Regions from separate parts of the Mus musculus genome. Here region 1 is linked to region 2. The links are chromatin contacts, called in public Micro-C maps. All regions are on one chromosome and are shown on one strand. The core of a region is the stretch at or near the end of the contact, and the rest is flanking DNA. Distances in the headings are between cores, read along the strand shown.

Region 1 (2,741 bases), core at 229-2,728, 240 kb before region 2:
TAGAGATTGTCTCCGCCCCTTGTCCCTCAGCTGATTTCCTTTCTCCTCTGCTCTTCCTACATAATCCTCCTCCTGCCCCACTCCCCTCTTCCACGCAGTTCCCTCCTTCCATAGACTTCCAATATCTATTTGTTCTATTTGGTTTCTCCTTCTGAGACTGACTCCCTGAACTCTCCTGTTCTTTGGCTTCTTTGGGTCTGTGGATTGTAGCATGGTTATCTGTACTTTATGGCTAATATCCACTTATAAGTGACTACATACTATGCATGTCCTTTTCGGTCTGGGTTACTTCACTCAGGGAGATATTTTCTAGTTCCATCCATTTGCCTGCGAAATTCAGGATGTTTTTAATGGCTGAGCAGTATTCCATCGTGTAGACAGACCACATTTGAGATTGAGGGACCCGAAGAGGACAGGGACCCCACAGGAAGACCAACAGAGTGTCATCTAACCTGGACTCTTGGAATCTCCCAGAGAATGAATCACTAACCTGGGTGAGCACGGCTTGACCTAGGCTCTCTGCACATGTGTAGCAGATGAGCAGTTTGTTCTTCCTGCAGGTCCCTCAGACAAGGAGAACAGGGGCTATCCTAGTCTGTTTGTTGCCTACCAGCCTGCCTGTGGATCCCACACCCTTAAATGGACAGCCTTGTCTGGCCTCCATAGGAGAGGATATGCCTAGTCCTGCAGCAACTTAATGTTCAGCGTGGGTAGGGTAGTGGTGGGATGACAGCAGTGTGGCCTGACACCCAGAAGGGGGCTTCCCCTCTCAGGGGAATGGGGAGAGGACTTACTTGAGGGGAGGGGGGCACTGGGAGGAGAGGAAGAGCTGATATTTGGGTTGTAAAGTGAATAAATACATTTAATTAAACAAATCAAATTTCAGTCTCTGCTTCTTCCATTGTTCCCAGGAGAGAGCTGCTTGTATTGCTGACATCCCTGTTTTCAACTCTGTCCTTTCCTTCCAAGTAAATCAAGACAGTCGAAAATCCATACCCAAGCTGCTGGTTTTTGAAATTCTTTCTTTCAACTACCTTTCAATCTCTGTCTTTTCCAAACCAGCCAGGGGGCCTGCCCTGCGGGCTGTGGGCTACGGGCTGCGGGTCAGCCCTGCTCCAAAGCTTGGGGCTCCAGAGTGCATCCTGGAGCCCAAGAGCCAGGCGGAAAGCACCCCTGTCCAGCTCAAAGGTCCACCTTCTTCCCAGGTGTGCTTGGCTTTTCCGGGTCCCTGCTCGCAGCGCGCAGGTGTCCAGACTTGCTCCAGCGTCCCAGCCCGGCGGGCGAGGAGGAAAAGAAAGAGTGCTGTGTGCAGGGCTGGGATTTTGAGTTCAGACAGGGCGCTGGGCCGTGTGTGCTACTCTGTGTAGAGAATCGGGACCTGTTGCAACTCGCCGCCCCCTGGTGACACGCTCGGCACCGCCCGGGAGGTGCGGCCAGCTCCCGCCCGCCGCCCGCGCAGGTGCGCCTCCCTCCTCCCAGCTTCCTGGGCGCCACCTTCGCAGCGGCGGCGGCGGCAGCAGTGGCGGCGGGTGAGTGGAGCACGGGGACCGGACGGGGCCTGCAGAGTGCGGGGCTGCGCTCCAGGACTCTTCCTTGGACTTGGGGAGAGGGAGTTACAAAGTTTTGAAAGTGATGTCTCTGACTTTGGAGGTGCGGTCTAGAGAACAGGCGCCGCCCCCCCCAGGATCGCTTGATGAATTTCCTGCTGGCGAGAAGGACCCTCAGAGAAGATTAGGTGGAAGAGGGTCTGGGGAGAGCGAGGGAAGAGGGTGGAAATGGACGGGTCTGGGTTACCAGGAAGCCCAGAGCTCGGCTGCAGAGAGAGCTCAAAGACCAAGCAGAAGTTGAAGAGGAAGAGTTTTTCTATGATCCACTTTCTCTCTGCTGGATGATTAATTACAGTTGGGGTGCCTTGGGTCTGTGACCTCACTGAGCTCTCCAGATGGTTCTGATCCCTTGGGAATCCGCCCCTGTAGGTTGTGACCTTAAGCACAGAGGTGGCTTCTGGAAGGGTCTTGGAGACTTCAAGCCTGTTCTGTCTGATGGGTTTCCTGTGAGCGAGGGAGCGGAGAGCTTGTGTTTACTGCTGGGATCATGAGTGTGTAAAAAGACAATAGTGCTTTTTAGGACAGATGGGAGGTTATGGGAATGCCGGCGGCCCTTTGGCTATGGTTAGTGTGATAAGGCTACAGATTACAAGGTCTCTCTGATCTAGAGGTGGAGACTAAATAAATACATATCAAGAGACAAGAAGACATGCTGGTTGCAAGCAGTTGAAGCGAGATTATAATTTCCCACAGTCCATTTTCAGACTCAACCTCCTAAATCCAGGTTACTGGCAGGCACCTCCCTTCTTTCCCTTTCTCATCCCAACAAGCCCAAGGGCCCAAGGACATCTGACTGATGCTGAATCAGAGCTGACAAGCCACAGGGAAAGGAGGAAGATGATGAGAGGAGCTTAGGAGAGAAAACAGCTTGGAGTTTTCCAAAGTAAAGAACCAATGATGATTGCAAAGTGGGGCGGAGATCTGTCAGTCTTCTACTTACTGTCACTCTTAGTTCCAAGCACAGTAGCTAGCTGTCCCTACACCATCAGATTGCTAATTCCACCCCTTTGCTTTTGGGACTGGGACATTAGGGATGTATGCTTCTACCAAGGGTGTTTGGTGCAGCCTGCAGAGCCTGCCTGAGGGGATGGGTGGATCTCCTTTTTAAGCCTGGCAGGTGGAGACTGCAGCTGC
Region 2 (2,700 bases), core at 91-2,590:
CTTTGTGTTCCTGTTACTTTTTTTTATTCCATCAAGGCTAATTTGAACTCAGATATTCTTGGATGCAGGGACCTTCACTGGAGGGTGGTAGATTTTAACCAGAGGATACACTCTTAGGGAAAATAAAAACAAAAAACCGGACTCTCCCAGGAGTTAACAATTGTCAACAGGGATGGGTACTTTGTATCCAGCTCCCCTCCCCATGCTGCGGTTTGTTCTGGCTTAGACCTGCACAGGTCCTGAACATGCTGTCACAACCACTGTGAGTTCCTATGTGCAGCTTTTCTACTGTATCCAGACGACACTGAGTCTGGATTCAGTGTCACTGATTCCTTCCCGTCATCGATTGCCTCAGACTCTTAGGCTCTTCCAGGCTTCTCTTCCCAAAATGATCCCTGAGCTGTGGGAGGGGGGCTTATGGTATAATGTATTCCTTTTAGGGCCAAACATCATGCAGTGTCTTAATCTCTGCATCTTGGCCAGTTCTGCGTTTCCACATTAACCGTCATCTACTGCAAACAGAATCTCCTCTGGTGCGGGTGAAGGGATGCATTAATTAATCTATTGCTGGAATAACTCATTAGGAGTCAGTTTAATACTATGTCCACGTAGCAGAATAGTAGGTTCTGCTGAGATGTGTTACATTTGCCCTTGAAAGTGCACATCCCGATTCAATACAGCCTTCAATTAAAAATGGTCCTCTCCTCGTTCTTGATAAGGAGTGGCAGGCAATGCCTTAACAATTCAGCCATTGCCAACTTGGCACATGATAAATACTGCGAGGCTATATTAAATATTAAAATATTTGGATGGAATGACTTTTGCATAGGCCTGGCCCAGGCTAGAGTGGGTCATGATTACTTTTACGTTTGCATCACTAAGACAAGCGAAGAAATGGATCTTCCGTTAACCATGCGTTGACCTTCCAGCCACATCCACAGGCTTATGCATACCAGTATAGTATAGAAATTGCACGTACAATAGAAGGCAAGTGATGGAAAAGGGACATGTAATCCACAAAGAAACAGGTTAAGGTAATTGTCTTTACTCCCCCCACCCTTTCCCGCCCCACTTTTATTTTCCAGCTTCATCTCTCTGTCCCTCAACCCTGGGGACAGCTGTGGGTTGCAAGCTAAGTGCTGGAATGAAGAGTGATTGAGCTGGAGCTGAGGTCAAGGAGGATCTCTACTCCAGAATCATTGCTGCAACCTCCCCTGCCATTTCCCTGGCTCTTAGGCAGCTTCTCCTGGTGCAAATCCCCTGCAAAGACACTGAAGCAGCAGCCCGAAGTTGCCGGGCGCAAGGCTCTGGAGGCATTGGCTCAGGAACTTTTCACGTCATTCCCGGCTCCAGAGCCCCTAGTCGCGGCGGCGCAGCCTTTCCCACCGCGGATCCTCAGTGCTCATGGGGCAGGCGGAGACAAGCTTGCAGCACTGAGCCGAACGGGACCAGTCCGTGATGTCCAGCACCAAACTGGAGGATTCCCTCTCTCGTCGCAACTGGTCATCTGCTTCAGAGCTGAATGAAACTCAAGAGCCGTTTTTAAATCCCACGGACTATGACGACGAGGAATTCCTGCGGTACCTGTGGAGGGAATACCTACACCCGAAAGAATATGAGTGGGTCCTGATCGCAGGGTATATCATCGTGTTCGTTGTGGCTCTCATCGGGAACGTCCTGGGTGAGTCTGGTCTCCGGCAGCCTTCCAAAAGGGTTGTCACCTCCCCTCAGCCCAGGCTGCAAGGCTGGGAGACCCCTCCCTTCTCCTGGGGTGCAAACAAAGAGGTCGCTGCTCTTGGCTGAGGTTTCTAATAAATTTTTTTTTTAAGTTTTCTGAATTTACAAACTAGGAGGGATCTCTAGAAGGATTATTCTGTTTGTTTGCAGAGAAAAGAGGGAAACTGTTTCTGTTTGAGAACCAAGAACACAAGCGCAAGGAGAGGGACAAGGACCTCCAGGTGGATTTGCTGAGTGTAGGGGAATCTGTAATGCTTTTGTGCAGGCTGGGTGGGTTTACTGGGGAGGACTTGCACCCGCAGAAACTGATGAAGTCATAAGGCCTTCGTGAGCTCGGTGGCACGTCCTTTAGCAAGGAGGCTTAGGCTCGGGTTAAGAAGTGGTAACGAAGGGGCAGAGTGGAGGCAAAGGCAGACAGAGGAGCGCGCTCCATCGCAAAAGCAGAATTAAACAGAAGCGGTGCCTGGAGCCGCAGGAGGAAGGAGGAGCATCCTAAAAAGTACCCCGGAGCTCACTCTCACCATCCATTCAAGCATTCATTCATGCATACATGCATGCATTCATTCATTCAACCAATGCACACCACCGCGCAAGTGGTTGTTATCAGTTTCAGAAAAATATTTTTACCAACTGATTCTTTTTCTTACAACAAGATTAAGCTTAATGTCAGAGTCTGTCTTGGTCTGTGAGAGCACAGGTTCTCTTGCGCGCTCATTACTATTCTCCCCACCACCATGTCTGAGGGACCAAGTGAGGGGTAAGGAAACTATAGGGACCGCGGTGATGGATTTATTAGGACAGGATGGGGAATCGCTTTCAAGACACGGAGCTTCTCCAGAGAGCTAGGGCTTAAATTGTGAATGGAAGGAGCATGTACCTTGATGAATGGAGAACAGGAGGCTTTTCGAATGCAGAGGGCAGTGTGGAGGAAATCTGTTGAAAATGACAGGAGGAGGCAGGCAG

What was found. A called contact is a pair of places that touch in the nucleus more often than the background predicts.
Region 1: a Micro-C map of embryonic stem cells shows a contact between it and region 2, with 2.8 times the contacts expected there. The contact joins the promoter of Fam83b here to the promoter of Hcrtr2 in region 2. A contact is called at or near these places in 1 of 484 Hi-C or Micro-C datasets (embryonic stem cells), 1 of 115 datasets of contacts at active chromatin or transcription factors (embryonic stem cells) and 1 of 9 other capture datasets (liver).

What each region holds. Positions count from the first base shown.
Region 1 is chr9:76,565,852-76,568,592 of GRCm38.p6, reverse strand. Fam83b (family with sequence similarity 83, member B) reads left to right here and starts at 1,478. Exons shown (of 5, transcript NM_001045518.2): 1 at 1,478-1,529.
Region 2 is chr9:76,322,263-76,324,962 of GRCm38.p6, reverse strand. It overlaps Hcrtr2 (hypocretin (orexin) receptor 2), which reads left to right and starts at 1,340. Exons shown (of 8, transcript NM_198962.4): 1 at 1,340-1,681. The coding sequence starts at 1,459.